Regions from separate parts of the Sus scrofa genome. Here region 1 is linked to region 2. Evidence: chromatin contacts called from public promoter capture Hi-C data. All regions are on one chromosome and are shown on one strand. Each heading gives the region's core, a stretch centred on a gene start, on an enhancer-like site or on the middle of the called end of the contact. The rest is flanking DNA. Distances are from core to core; before and after follow the strand shown.

Region 1 (7,172 bases), core at 429-2,928, 72 kb after region 2:
ATAATACCATGTTCAGTTAATTTATTAAACAGATTTTTTTCCACGTTCAGTTATTTACTTTTGTCTTTTTGCCATTTCTTTGGGCTGCTCCCGCGGCATATGGAGGTTCCCAGGCTAGGGGTCTAATCAGAGCTATAGCCGCCCGCCTCTGCCACAGCCACAGCAACGTGGGATCCGAGCCATATCTGCAACCTACACCACAGTTCACGGCAACACCGGATCCTTAACCCACTGAGCAAGGGCAGGGATCGAACCTGCAACCTCATGGTTCCTAGTCGGATTCGTTAACCACTGAGCCACAATGGGAACTCCCTATGTTCAGTTTTTTAAAAAGTAGTTTTCTAAAAAGAGTCCACCCGCTAGAAAATTATATGTCAATGGTAGAAGGCAGCTCCCTGGAGGAAGGGGTTGGTATTGGCCCCTCACACTGAGCCAGCGCTGTGTTTGGCAGAGGGCGCTATGAACAGCTCAAGGCAGCTCTGTTGGGCGGGGCTACCTGTAGAGAATTTGGGCTGCTGAAAATTGCGCATAATGCAGGCTTTCTAACATAAGCAGAGGAATTACATAAACACAAACATGAAGAGTCACCCTTTTTGGGTGTGTCTTTTTAGGACCACACCTGTGGCATACAAAGGTTCCCAGGCTAGGGGTCAAATCAGAGATGTAGCCGCCGGCCTACGCCACAGCCACAGCAACGCCAGATCCTAGCCTTATCTGCAACCTACACCACAGCTCCCGGCAATGTTGGATCCTTAAACCACTGAGCGAGGCCAGGGATTGAACCTGGGTCCTCATGGATGCTAGTCGGATTCATTTCTGCTGAGCCAAGACGGGAACTCCAAGAGTCACACTTTAGACAGCAGCCAGATTCTAAGATAATAACCCAAATGACTATTTGGCTTGTATTTGTAAGACATATTATATGGAGAAAGACAATTTTAAAGATATTAGAATAAAAAATATTAGAATCATATTCCACTTACCCTAAAAGAGAGTACTGGAAGAGAATTTACTTGGTAGAAGGTTGGGATCCCATCCTGCTCCCCTTCTCATATATGATCAGATTAGCAAAATAAAATCACCGGAAATGCAGTCCCACCCCCACTCCTCTTTGGTTTTGTTTGTGGTGGTTGTTTGTTTGTCACACCTGCAGCATGCCGAAGTTCCTGAGCCAGGGATCAAACCCTCAGAACCACAGCAGTGACAATGCATAGCATCCTTAACCCAGTGAGCCACCAGGGACTCCTTCCTCTTTTTTATTCAACACACAGGTGAATTTGGGTTAGGAATCAATCCGACTGCAGCTGCTAGGGTTGCTGCAGAGGTGCGGGTTTGATCTCCGGCCTGGTGCAGTGGGTTTAAAGGGCATTGCTACAGCTGCGGCAAAGGTCGCAGGTGTGGCCAGGATTTAATCTCTGGCCCTGAAACTTACATGCGCCGTGGGGAGCGGCCATAAGAATAAAAATTATTTGGGGGAGATTAGTGAAATCGTGCAAACCAATGCAGCGGAAGTCACGGGGACGCTTGAACAGGTAAACATCAACTGTTAAACACAGATGAGCCAAGCCGCTGATCAGGCAGGCCCCGCCCCAAGTAGCTGAAAGACCTCGCCCATCGGGTTTCCTCCCAGGCTCCGCCCCACCCGCCGGGTGCCCTCCTCGCACTCCTATGCGCCTGCGTAGTGTAGGCCGCAGGCAGAGGCGATGAGAGTGTTTATGCGGCGCTGCTGGGGGACCCTGCCTGTCGGTGGCTGCGCAGGCCGAAGGAAGATCCCGCAGTGGCCAGCGCTGGCCGGGCTAAGTGGGTCCCCTGGCGGGGAGGACGGATGGGGCGTCCGGGTCCGCGAGAAGCCGCCCTGGCGGGTGCTTTTCTTTGGCACTGACGAGTTCGCCCGGGAAACGCTGCGGGCGCTGCACGCCGCCAGGTACCGGGGCCGGGGGTTGGGAGGTCCGGGTTGCTGAGGACATGGCTCTGGAGCCCCTCCGGCTGGCCTCGAGGGTTTCGACTCCTGGTCAGGGCCAGAGATTAAATCCTGGCCCTCTCGCAGCGCGAGAGGAGTGTGGGCCCAGATCTTGGCGTCCCCGGAAGGTGCGCGGGGTCAGCCTGTGAGTGCCAGGCTGGCCCTGTCGGGTCTACACTCCCTACTCTCTCCGCAGCGCCTGGCTGGTGCTGGCCCCTTTACAGGCACCCTCTGTCCAGTCCCACCACCTTCCAGGCCGTTTTGCGCTTAAGGAAACTATCCTACATTTTTTATTTCCTCACTCTTGTTTTTTCCTGATGCACCCTCACACTCATTTCTGACAACTCCATTCAAGTCTTCCCTGCAGATACTTCACAGCAGACCCTCATAATGACTCTTTCATGATTCCGCTGGTATTCTCCCTCCACACATGTAACACCTTCTATAACACTGTCTTCACACATGTTTCCTCCGCACACCCTCCATAGCGCACTCTCCACGTGCTGCATTCCCCTTATTGCTTCCTCCATCTCTCCCTGCACGTATCCTGATGCTTTACTTGGTAGTGCCAGTACTCCTGCACTTTCTCTTTTGGGCCCTCCTGTCTACTCCTTTTCTCATAACTCCTCAACATGATGCAATACCTTCTAAATAACTGAACAGCTCTGGGCATTGGAATACTATACAGCAGGTAAAAAAATGAGGTGGTGCTACATGTAGTGTCATAGGATGATGTCCATGACATGTGTGTATCTATATAGACACAGATTTTAAGTATCTATTCAAATAACATGTAATTATAGTAAAAAATTCAAAGGATACGATGAAAAGTCAGTCCCTTCCATCTCTGTCTCCCAGTTCCTCTCTTCAAAGATACCCACTGTTTTCAGCTTCTTATTCTAGAAGTGTTTGATGGATATACAAGCAAATGTATATTTAACCCATTTTTTAAAAAAAGACTCACATAATAGTATACATGGTGTTGAGAAAAGTTAAATGTGGAGCAGTATATATTATATCCCAATTGTGTAAAATGTCTGTACTGTATAAGTTTTAGTATGAATAGGAAATTTCTAGAACTGTAACAGTAGCCAGTAGCCACTTGTGGCTCTTTAAAACAATTAAAATTAAATAAAAAGTAAAACCTCATCTCTCAGTTGCACTAGTATTAATCATTTTCCCTTAAGTGCTTTGTGAATTTAATCTTAAAAATGCCTTAGAAATGTGTGGAGTAGTTTAGCTTTACATTTTGGTCTTAACACTGTCACTTTTTTTTTTGCTCTTTCCAATTTAGGGAAAACAAGGAGGAGGAGTTAATTGAAAAGTTGGAGGTGGTCACAGTGCCCTCCCCATCACCGAAAGGACTGCCAGTGAAGCAATTTGCTGTCCAGTCTCAGCTTCCAGTGTATGAGTGGCCAGATGTGGGATCTGGAGAATATGATGTTGGAGTGGTGGCTTCATTTGGCCGACTTTTGAGTGAGGCTCTTATTCTTAAATTTCCCTAGTAAGTTTTATTTGTGGGGAAATAACAGTGAAGAGAGCTCAGTCTTTATAATGCACCTGGTATCTAAAGTGCAATAAATTGAGCTCTAATTCTTTCTTTAGTATTTTCTCTTAAAATAAAAAATGTTATTAACGTTATGAGTCGTTAAAATATATGATGCTCTTTATTGCTGTCTCTGGGCTCTCACCCACCCTCATTTAAATTCCTCATTTAAATCTGCTGACAACTCCCAAATTTGTCCCTCTGGTTCAGCTAAATCCTGAACTCCAGGCCCTTGGTATCCATGCCTCCTCCACAGCTCTGCTTGGATGTCTGATAGGTACCTTACATTTAAGATGTCCTAAACTACATTCCTGAACTTTCATCCCAAACCTGCTCCTTCCCAAAGTCTTCATCTCAGTACATGGAAACTCTGGCCTTCTAGTTGCTCAGACTCAAAGCCTTGGTGTTTTTCTCTATTCCTTGTCTCACACCACGCATCCAATGCATTAGAAAATCCTACTGGCTCTGCCTTTGAAATCTGACTAGGATGACTGTCTCTCCTCACTTCCACTGCCACCACTCTTGGCTCTTGTACTTCAGTAGTCACCTAAATGGTCTCCACTTCTGTCTTTGGTCCTACCAGTCTTTTCCCACCCAATACCCAAGTGATCCTTTTAAAGCATAAGTCAGACCATATCACTGCTCAAAATTCTCTGGTGGTTTTCCATCTTACTCGGAATAAAAGTCAAGTCCTTGGAGTTCCCATTGTGGCACAGAGGAAATGAATCCAACTAGGAACCATGAGGTTTCGGGTTCAATCCCTGGCCTCTCTCAGTGGGTTAAGAATCCGGCATTGCTGTAAGCTCTGGTGTAGGTTACAGATGCAGCTTGGATCTGGCATTGCTGTGGCTGTGGTGTAGGCTGGCAGCTGTAGCTGCAGTTAGACCCCTAGCCTAGGAACCTCCATATGCCTCGGGTGCGGCCCTAAAAAAAAAAAAGTCAAGTCCTTATATTGGCCTATGAGGGCACTTTTTTTTTTTTTTTTTTTCTGTCTGGTTCACTATTGCTTGTATCACCAGCACTTAGCACCAGAACATGGATTATGCCCAGTAAATATTTGTTAGATGAATGAGACTGAGCTGAACAGTGGAATTTAGAATATAAGACACACTCAGATGCATACTCATCATTAAACTAATGACAGATTAGTGAATTACCTAAGTGGCTCATTAATGGGTGGAAGGTATATTGGGTTGAATAGCAGAAGTGGATAAACCATTTGATGGGGCTTTGAGATGCTTTTTTTAGCAATTCTGTATGCAAACTAAGTGAAGTGAAAGTAATTAACTGTAAATATAATTCACATCATCCATGAGATGCACGATTGGATTTGAATGGTTCTTTTCATATAGTGAAAAATAAGTTTTTTATTTAAAAACTCCTAGACATCGTGAGCTTTTTTTTTTTTTTTTTGTCTTTTTGCCTTTTCTAGGGCCACTTTGGCGGCATATGGAGGTTCCCAGGCTAGGGGTTGAATCGGAGCTGTAGCTGACGGCCTACGCCAGAGCCACAGCAACTCAGGATCCAAGCCGTGTCTGCAACCTACACCACAGCTCACGGCAACGCCAGATCCTTAACCCACTGAGCAAGGCCAGGGATCGAACCCGCAACCTCATGGTTCCTAGTTGGGTTTGTTAACCACTGAACCACGACGGGAACTCCCATCGTGAGCTCTTGTGGAACATCTTTGGAACAGTGAATAGTTGTTTTTTTTTTCTAATTTTTAAAAATTTTATATTGTTATTTCCCCCAACACATTTTTTTTCCCACTGTACAGCATGGGGACCCAGTTACACTTATATGTATACATAATTTTTTCTCCCATTATTGTGCTGCGTTGTAAGTATCTAGACATAGTTCTCAGTGCTAGACAGCAGGATCTCATTGTTAATCCATTCTGAATAGTTGTTCTTGCTCTGTTTTTGATTGAGTTTCATTGGTCTCTTATACTAAGAGAGTGAACTTAACCCTGGCTTCTGCTTCAGATGGCACAAGACTAGATTTAACTGATTTTCAAAATTTCTGGGAAAGTTAAATAATGAAAAGTAGCATATTAGTTTAGATAGCATAACCTGAATGATAAAAACCCACTTGCATACTAATTTCTGCCTTTTCTAACTCAGCGGCATTTTGAATGTCCATCCCAGTTGCCTCCCAAGATGGCGTGGTCCAGCCCCTATAATCCATACTGTGCTTCACGGAGACACAATTACTGGAGTCACGATTATGCAAATTAGACCTAAAAGGTAGAGTATATTTTCTTGAGGCTTTTTGTGATTTTGAATTTTGCTGTCAATCTGCCTAGGGGGAAGCAGAAGGGGTGCTGCTCACTAATTTCTCTAACTCTGGGGCACTTTCTCTTTCTGTTTCTTCTGGTTTCTAACATAAACCACATGTGATTTTGGTATTTACACAGTGTCTCTTTACACTTGTTCATTGAAATAAATTATGTTATTAACAACTGGGTTTCTATAAATGACATTGAATGAATGAGAGCTAGATTGTTGTATATTGGTTGTTAGGAATCTCAGTTCTGCTGGCCTTGGTTTCTATGGTCAAACAATTTTGGGAACCTGAAGTAAGAATATGTTGTATAACATCGTGTTATGTAATGGTCTTAAATGTTTAAGGCTGTTGGCTTTTTCCTTTTTGGCTATCCTGTGGCATATGGCAATGCCTGGGGGAGAGATCGGATCTGAGCCACAGTTGCAGCCTACACCGGATCCTTTAACCCACTGTGCCAGACCGGGGATCAAACCAGTGTGTTGGTGCTGCAGAGATGCCACTGACCCCATGGCACCTCAGTGAGAAATCTAAATGTTTAGGTTTTCAAATCATACCTACAATCTAAGAAACAATAATTTTAAATTGTTCTAGGATTATATGAAGCCTCTGCCTGTTATCACCTAACGTCCCCATAGAAAACAAAAGTTCACAGGTTCAGTAGAACAAGTTGATATCTGCGATTTGCTTTAATTTACTTCAAAAAAAAAAGGAGGAGGAGGGACAGATGAAACAAGAGTCACAGAACTTAGGTAATTCTCAAATCTGAATATGTATATGAAAATTCCGTAGACTATCACTCTGTTTCTAGACTATGTGTAACCTTTCATAATAAACATTTTATTCATTGATTAAGAATACAGTTATCAGACCACAAGGTTAAATATTTTAAACAAAATGTATTTCTAATAAAAGCTGATGGCTAGTTTTGGCAGAGCTTGATGTAAAATGTAAGACTGTGGAAATGCAGATACACTTGCACCTACTCATAATCACCAATGATAATGAGGCAGGCAAAACTCTTGTCTTTTTTGAAAAAGGAAATACAGAAAGGAATGATTATAAATTCTGTAATTGTACTTGCTTGGAAAAGAAATTCTTTGCTCTATGATTTCATTATATAAATACAGATTTTTTTTTTTTGGTACTATTTATTGCTAATGGTAGAATTATTTATAACTGCAATTAAATCCCTGAGATGTAACTTTATACCTTTTTCCTTTAGGAAAAAAAAAAACCTTTAAATCTCAATCTAGGCAGATTTTGCTCTCCCTTCTTTAAACAGATATTTCTTCCTGGCCCGTGGCTAATGGTCACATTCATGGCTACTATCCCTGTGGTATGAAATACTCATGTAGACAAACATATTGATATTAAGAAATA
Region 2 (7,024 bases), core at 2,879-5,378:
TAGGCTGGCAGCTATAGCTCCGATTGGACCCCTAGCCCAGGAACTTCCATATGCTGCGGGTATAGCCCTAACAAGACAAAAAAAAAAAAAAAAAGGGAGTTCCCGTCATGGCGCAGTGGTTAACGAATCCGACTAGGAACCATGAGGTTGCGGGTTCGGTCCCTGCCCTTGCTCAGTGGGTTAACGATCCGGCGTTGCCGTGAGCTGTGGTGTAGGTTGCAGACGCGGCTCGGATCCCGCGTTGCTGTGGCTCTGGTGTAGGCCGGTGGCTACAGCTCCGATTCAACCCCTAGCCTGGGAACCTCCATATGCCTCGGAGCGGCCCAAGAAATAACAACAACAACAACAAAAAAAAAAAAAAAAAATTAAAAAAAAAAAAAAAAAAAAAAAAAGAATGAGACTAGAGTCTCCAACTAGTACATTAGTATTTCCTAGTATAACTTGGGAGCTTGTAGCTTTTCAAGCTTCTGAACTATTGCTATACCCTCTACTTACAAGGTTCTCTTCTCTGAGGTTAAAAAAATTCTCAAAGGAGGGTAATGCTGTTAATAATGGGTCCTTTATGCTCAGGACATAGGGTTAACACAACCACCTCTCAAAGGCTTTTCTAGACCACTCCTCTCCCTGATCTGAAGACTCTAGAGAAAGAGTATCTCCTACCAAATGATCAGTATTAATCTAGCTAAAGGAGTTAAAAAACAATTCAAAGAAACAACTGAGACTTCTGAATATACCCAGATCACAGCTAAAGAGAAATTCAAACACATAGGCAGCAATGTCTGGTATAGACAGTATGTGTTCTAGAGCCAAGGAGAACTGAGCAGAAATTCCAGATAGGACCAAATAAGCATGTGACAGTTCTTAGGCCACTCACCGAGTTATTCCAAGCCTCACTTTTCTCGTGTGTTAAACAGTGATAAGGCCAAAGGTGCAGAGCTGTTGTAAAGATTAGGAAATTTAAAAAAAAAAAAAAAAAGGAGTTCCCGTCATGGCACAGTGGTTAACGAATCCGACTAGGAACCATGAGGTTTCGGGTTCGATCCCTGCCCTTGCTCAGTGGGTTAAGGATCCAGCATTGCCATGAGCTCTGGCATAGGTAGCAGACGCGGCTCGGATCCTGAGTTGCTGTGGCTGTGGCGTAAGCAGGCAGCTACAGCTCTGATTAGACCCCTAGCCTGGGAACCTACATATGCCATGGGAGCGGCCCAAGAAATAGCAAAAAGACAAAAAAAAAAAAAAAAAAAATCTATGTCCAGCCCAAAGAACACTGCCTGGCACAATGTATATGGTTAAGCAAGAAGTAAGAATACTCAAAAATAAGGACTTGCCCACTTACGATCTAAGACCAGGTCATTCTAACCCTACTTTTGACACAGACAACTGGTCTACCTTTGGAAGGCCTACAAACAATAAAAGCTATAAAACTGAGAGATACGCAGATGAATAGAAGATAACCTAAGAAAACAAAACTTCATTAATTCCTGGAGAAACCCAATAGGTGAATCAGTCAAAAATATACCCGTGACTTAAGAAGTTCATGGGAATAACTGGTTCTCCAAAACCAAATTATTTAATATTTTGGATGCTTGGGGGTGGTACAACAGAGAGTAGAAAACAAGGTATACAAGTACCTAATAGAGCCTTTTTCTATTATGTAGGAGACGACTATTTCAAAAGATCCTAACAAAAATGTGCGCCATTTTAAAAATTAACAGAAATAGGAGTTCCTTTTGTGGCTCAGTGGTTACCAAATCTGACTAGGATCCATGAGGTTTCAGGTTCGATTCCTGGCCTCACTCAGTGGGTTAAGGATCTGGCGTTGCCATGACCTGTGGTGTAGGTCGCAGACACAGCTCAGATCCCTCGTTGCTATGGCTGTGGCGTAGGCTGGCAGCTATAGCTCTGATTCGACCCTAGCCTGGGAACTTCCATGTGCTGTGAATGCGGCTCTAAAAAGCAAAAAAATGAAATAAGAAAATGAACAGAAATAAGATCCTATATTATAACTATTAATAAACACTTGGGGAGAGGAGGCTTTAAGAAAAGAATTGTTATTTTGCTGTTATGGAGCCAAAATATTCTGTCATTAATTTAAACACTGATTTTCTTTTTTATTATTCTAGATTTATTTTTTCTAATTACAAAAGACATATGTGCCTAATGTAGAAAATTTGGAAAGAAAAAGGCACAAAGAAACAAAAATTGATTACTCTACCAACTTTCTAAAAGTACAATGGCACAATGTATGTGGTTAAGCAAGAAGTAAGAATACTCAAAAATAAGGACTATATACATTTATACTGGGGAGCTTCTTATAATTTTCTAATATGCAAAAATACAAAGTGAGTGCAAAATTTTGCTTTTCTACTGCAAGAATTCAAGAAATACTACTCAATTTTTTCTAGAAATTATTTATTTATTTATTTATTTATTTATTTATTTATTTGTCTTTTTGCCATTTCTTGGGCCGCTCTCACGGCATATGGAGGTTCCCAGGCTAGGGGTCGAATCAGAGCTGTAGCCACGGCCTACGCCAGAGCCACAGCAACGCGGGATCCGAGCCGCGTCTTCAACCTACACCACAGCTCACGGCAACGCCGGACTGTTAACCCACTGAGCAAGGGCAGGGACCGAACCCACAACCTCATGGTTCCTAGTCGGATTCGTTAACCACTGCGCCACGACAGGAACTCCACAGTCTAGAAATTAATTAGAAGTTAATTCCTTCATATAAAACAAGATAATTTCAGTACTATAACTACATCTTAAAATCAGAGTCCATAATTCAGTTGAACTCTAAATCTACTTCCACTATGGTTAACTAATCCTTTCGCTTAGTTACTTATAACCCGGACAACAAATCCTTTAAAGTTTCTCGTATTGTTCTACAACCTCAACTCTAAAGCCTGTCCAGACTTTGCTACAGGAAGGATGGATGAAAGAAAAGACTAATTGGATACCTCTTTCAGCTCCATTACTGGCACTGTGCTTCCTCTTCTTAAAAGACAATGTCTTTTGTCTCCCACTACCCTTAGCAACTGGATCCTCATTGTACACTAGGACCTTATTATTTTCCTAACAAAGGCACCTGTAATAAGATATGGAGGTTTAGAATGGATGCCTTCTCAGAAGGTGCCAAATGGATGATTTAGGGAGTTTATAAAAATAAGTCAGATCTGTGTCCAGTAACCATTCAAAGGTACTAATTTAGCATCTTAGCAGGTGGCAGCCTTTTACATAACAATAACTGAACACTTTGAGGGTATCTATATATCTACTGTGTGCCTGTCACGGTGCTATAGGCGTTATCTGTATTCAGCTAATCTCCATGGCAAGCTTATGAGGTATTACCTTCTCCTTTTACGTTTAACAAAGTTCAAGCTACACTGAATCCCTTGCTGAAGTGCTGCAGGGCTAGTATCCCAGCCAGGAGTGTCTGAACTAGAGTTCTGTCAGCAAAGTACGTTCACGTCTGTATCAGATATGTGCAGGATTGTCACTGGGGCTTTTTCTCCAAATACCTGTATAAAACACTAAGCCCAGCTGCCCCGCAGTGGGTCCTGCTGCAAAAGTGAGCACTGCGTGACGCCAGGGGCTAGGGAGAGGAGCAGTGGACCCAGTGTGACTTCCACCACCAGGGAGGGAACCTCAGGGTAGATGTCTACGGTGATGATGATGGTGACGTTGCCATCGTTACCATTTCTGTGCCTGGCCCTTAACGCACTCTGCCTCCCGTAATCCTCACAACTCTGTGACTATCATTATTCTTATTTTACAGAAAAGAACTAAGGCTCTGAGAAATTCAGCCACTCCTCATGGCCACCCAGCTGACCAATAGGACTCCAGGACCCCTCCCCACGGCCTCCGAGGGCCGTCAAGTAAGCCCCACGGGAGGGTCCCTTTCCGGATCCCTTCTCCGCCCCTTGCCCCACAACCCAGCTTCCTGTGCAGCCGCCGTCGTTCCTGGAAGTTCCCAGGCCCGGGGGCCTGCAGCTAGCTGCCTGCTGTCCCCGCCGTCACCGGGTCCCCAGCCTAGGCGGCGGCCGCGACAACCCCACTTACGCAGATCGCGGAGCAGGACGCCCCCAGATCGCAGGGCCGCAGCCATGTTTGTGCCGACTGAAAGCATTCCCGGGGCAGCCTCGGCCCGGGGCCTGGGTTCCTCCCGCAGCAGCACAGCCAGGCACGGGCTCCGACAACGACCAGTCGCAGAGCGCAGCACCAGCCACCCACGCTGCCTTATCATGCGCCGCCACTCCCTGCGCCCAGGCTGCGCGCCCGCTCATTCGCTGCCGAACCGGGGCGGGGATCGAGGGCGGGGCCAGGAGGAGGCACGCCCCTCACCGGGGCCTGCCCTGCCGTAAGGCAGTCTTCAGGGTAAGAAACGGCTCAGGACTGTACTATCCGCCCTTTCCATCTCTTCCACCAAAAATACTTGCGTTGGCGCCCAGCTTCACTCTGTGTCTCCCTGGTTGCACATAGCCACCTGACCAAGGCAGGAACTGCAACCACAACTCAGCAAAGAACTTTCTTGACATTACCGTTACTATCGCATAGAATGAGAATGCTTTTGCCTCAATTCTCCACTTTCGTTGCCTAGGTACAGAACAACTGTGCTGACTCTTTTGCTTTGTTTTCAGAATGAGAAAAGGAATTCTTTCATATAAGACACTCACGAATAATTATCCAATTTTTCTGCAGCAGATTTTGACAGCTGTGACCAGAAAGCCAACATTATACAGCTAACGTGATCGTGTTAAGAAAAGTGAAGGCCAGCCCAGCAAATCAACTTCTTGGAAGGCTAGTGTGGTGAAGTTTATCAGTATGATGTCTGCGCACCTTGACAAGGTAGTCACCTGACCCCAAACCGCCCACGGGACAGCCCCCACCCCCTTCATTTTTAGCCTTTCCTACATCCCTACACCTGCACCCCTACATCCCGCCCACCTGACCCATAAATTCAGTGCGTCTCAGAGTACAAGACCAACCTTTGGAACAGAAAGGTGTCAGGCATCATTCTTTCATTCACTGAACAAGCATTGAGCATCTATCATGTGCACTTGGAAAACAGCAATGAATAGAACAGAGGAGGGGCTTACATGGGGATTAGGGGAGAGTCAGAAAATAATCACAATATGTACTATTTAGGGTGATGATGAGCGTTAGAAAGAAAGAAGCGATGTAACAGAGATGAGAGAGAGGAGGCTAATGCAATTTGAAATAAAGAGGTCAGAGAAGTCCTCACTGCCATTTGTGAAAGACCTGAGGAAGTAGGGGGCATGCCATGTGGAACATTCCAGGAAGATGGAGTCTAGATTGGGTTGGAAAAGTTTTCTGTATTCTCTTGATTAAATTAGTTTATTTATTATTAAAGTTAGTCCTCCTTGGTTATAAGCTCAGTGTAAATATGTCAAATTAAATGAATTACCTTTCATATTATCTACATGATCTTCAAATCAACTCAGAATGAAAATTATATTAGTTTAATTTGCCCTTTAAGGAGGTGATCTTCAGGAGTTCTCTGGTAGCCTAGAGCTGTGGCATGGGTTCGAGTCCTGGTTCAGGGAATTTCCTCATGCCATGGGCATGGCCAAAAAATAAATAAAAAAGAGAGGTGATCTTCATAGATAATATATTCCTCTACCTAAAGCCTAAACCCATTGCTTTTTTTTTCTTTTTAGGGCCACACCTGTGGCATATGGAAGTTCCCAGGCTAGGGGTTGAATCAGAGCTGCAGCTGCTGGCCCATGCCATAGCCACAACAATGCCAGATCCAAGCTGCATCTGTGACCTACACAGTAGTTTGTGGCAACGTAATCCTTAACCCATTGAGTGAGGCCAGGGATCGAACCTGAACCCGCAACCTCATGGGTACTAGTTGGATTTTTACCCACTGAGCCACAATGAGAACTCCTGAAACCCACTGCTTTTAAATAAACTACACAAACAGACTCTACATTTTGAAATGTTCTGCTGGAAAAAGTGGACAAGGCAAGAGAACTAGAAAAGGCCAAGAGTTTGTAATGGTTGAGCTATGTGGGCTCTCCTCAGCTACCTCTGGGAGCCTCTGGAAATGTTATCTCTCCATCCCGGGTGCTATGCCCCTCCTGCTAAGTGGAGATAACAGGAGTCTTCTGGCCCCTCCCAGGGAAATGCTGATGATTAGTGACAAGGCAGAAAGGTGCAAAGCCCACATAATCAGCACTGAAACAGGTTAAATTTGTAGCTGGCCAGAAAGAAAGAAGGGAACTAGCAAAACATGCTTTATTAAGTATATCAATATAATAAAATTAAAAAATGAATTAGCACCATGCCATACATTTTCCTCACACCTGTATTTTTATTTTTACTGACTTTTTAAAAACTCATTCAAAACTACACTCTTGATGTACATATGAAGACTCAGGTTACAAATGTAAACAGAACTTTATGCTTTTTCCCCAAAGAGAGTTTCATGACATTTGTTATTTCTAATCTAAGACTTATTTCTTACAAACATCATATATAACAGCTTTTCAATGAGTACATTTTATGTTCTTTTGAAGTGGAAGCAGCTATAATGTGATTTATAGGAGCCCTTTTCAAAACCCTTTGGAGATGCCTAGCCTGGAAACTTCCATATGTCACATGTGTGTCCCTAAAAAGCAAAAAAAAAGAAAAAAGAAGAACTGATCAGAAAACATAGTCCTTAAACCAGAAATTGTGAGTTCTAAATATGGGTTTAATAAGAAATCCAGAAAGCCCTTCAAGGCTAAAGAAATTTATAAAAATTTAAATTATGAAATTTAATTTAAATTTAACATTTTAATTTATTTATATATATATACATATATGATGGTGTATATATATATATATATACACATACACATAAGTGTGTATATAAATGTGTTTTTTTCTGGCTTAAATATTTGTATCAAAACTATCACCACTTCCCTTAATCTGAAGGCACAGTCTCTAGGCCAGTTCAGATAAGTGGTACCCGCACCACACAGGCGAGGGTTTGTCTGACCCCGGGTGGCTTAAT

What was found. Promoter capture Hi-C pulls out the DNA fragments that hold promoters and counts their contacts.
Region 1: a promoter capture Hi-C map of fetal liver shows a contact between it and region 2, with 2.7 times the contacts expected there. The contact joins the promoter of MTFMT here to the promoter of FECH in region 2. A contact is called at or near these places in 2 of 5 promoter capture datasets (fetal liver and liver), 5 of 47 Hi-C or Micro-C datasets (fetal liver, heart right ventricle, liver and 1 more) and 1 of 2 datasets of contacts at active chromatin or transcription factors (alveolar macrophages).

Annotation. Positions count from the first base shown.
Region 1 is chr1:106,968,960-106,976,131 of Sscrofa11.1, forward strand. It overlaps MTFMT (mitochondrial methionyl-tRNA formyltransferase), which reads left to right and starts at 1,679. Exons shown (of 9, transcript NM_001244826.1): 1 at 1,679-1,924; 2 at 3,255-3,464; 3 at 5,630-5,752. The coding sequence starts at 1,704.
Region 2 is chr1:106,894,107-106,901,130 of Sscrofa11.1, forward strand. FECH (ferrochelatase) reads right to left here and starts at 4,129. Exons shown (of 11, transcript NM_001170523.1): 1 at 4,063-4,129. The coding sequence starts at 4,129. It overlaps LOC110260892 (a long non-coding RNA gene), which reads left to right and starts at 4,384. Exons shown (of 3, transcript XR_002344451.1): 1 at 4,384-4,600; 2 at 4,702-4,848.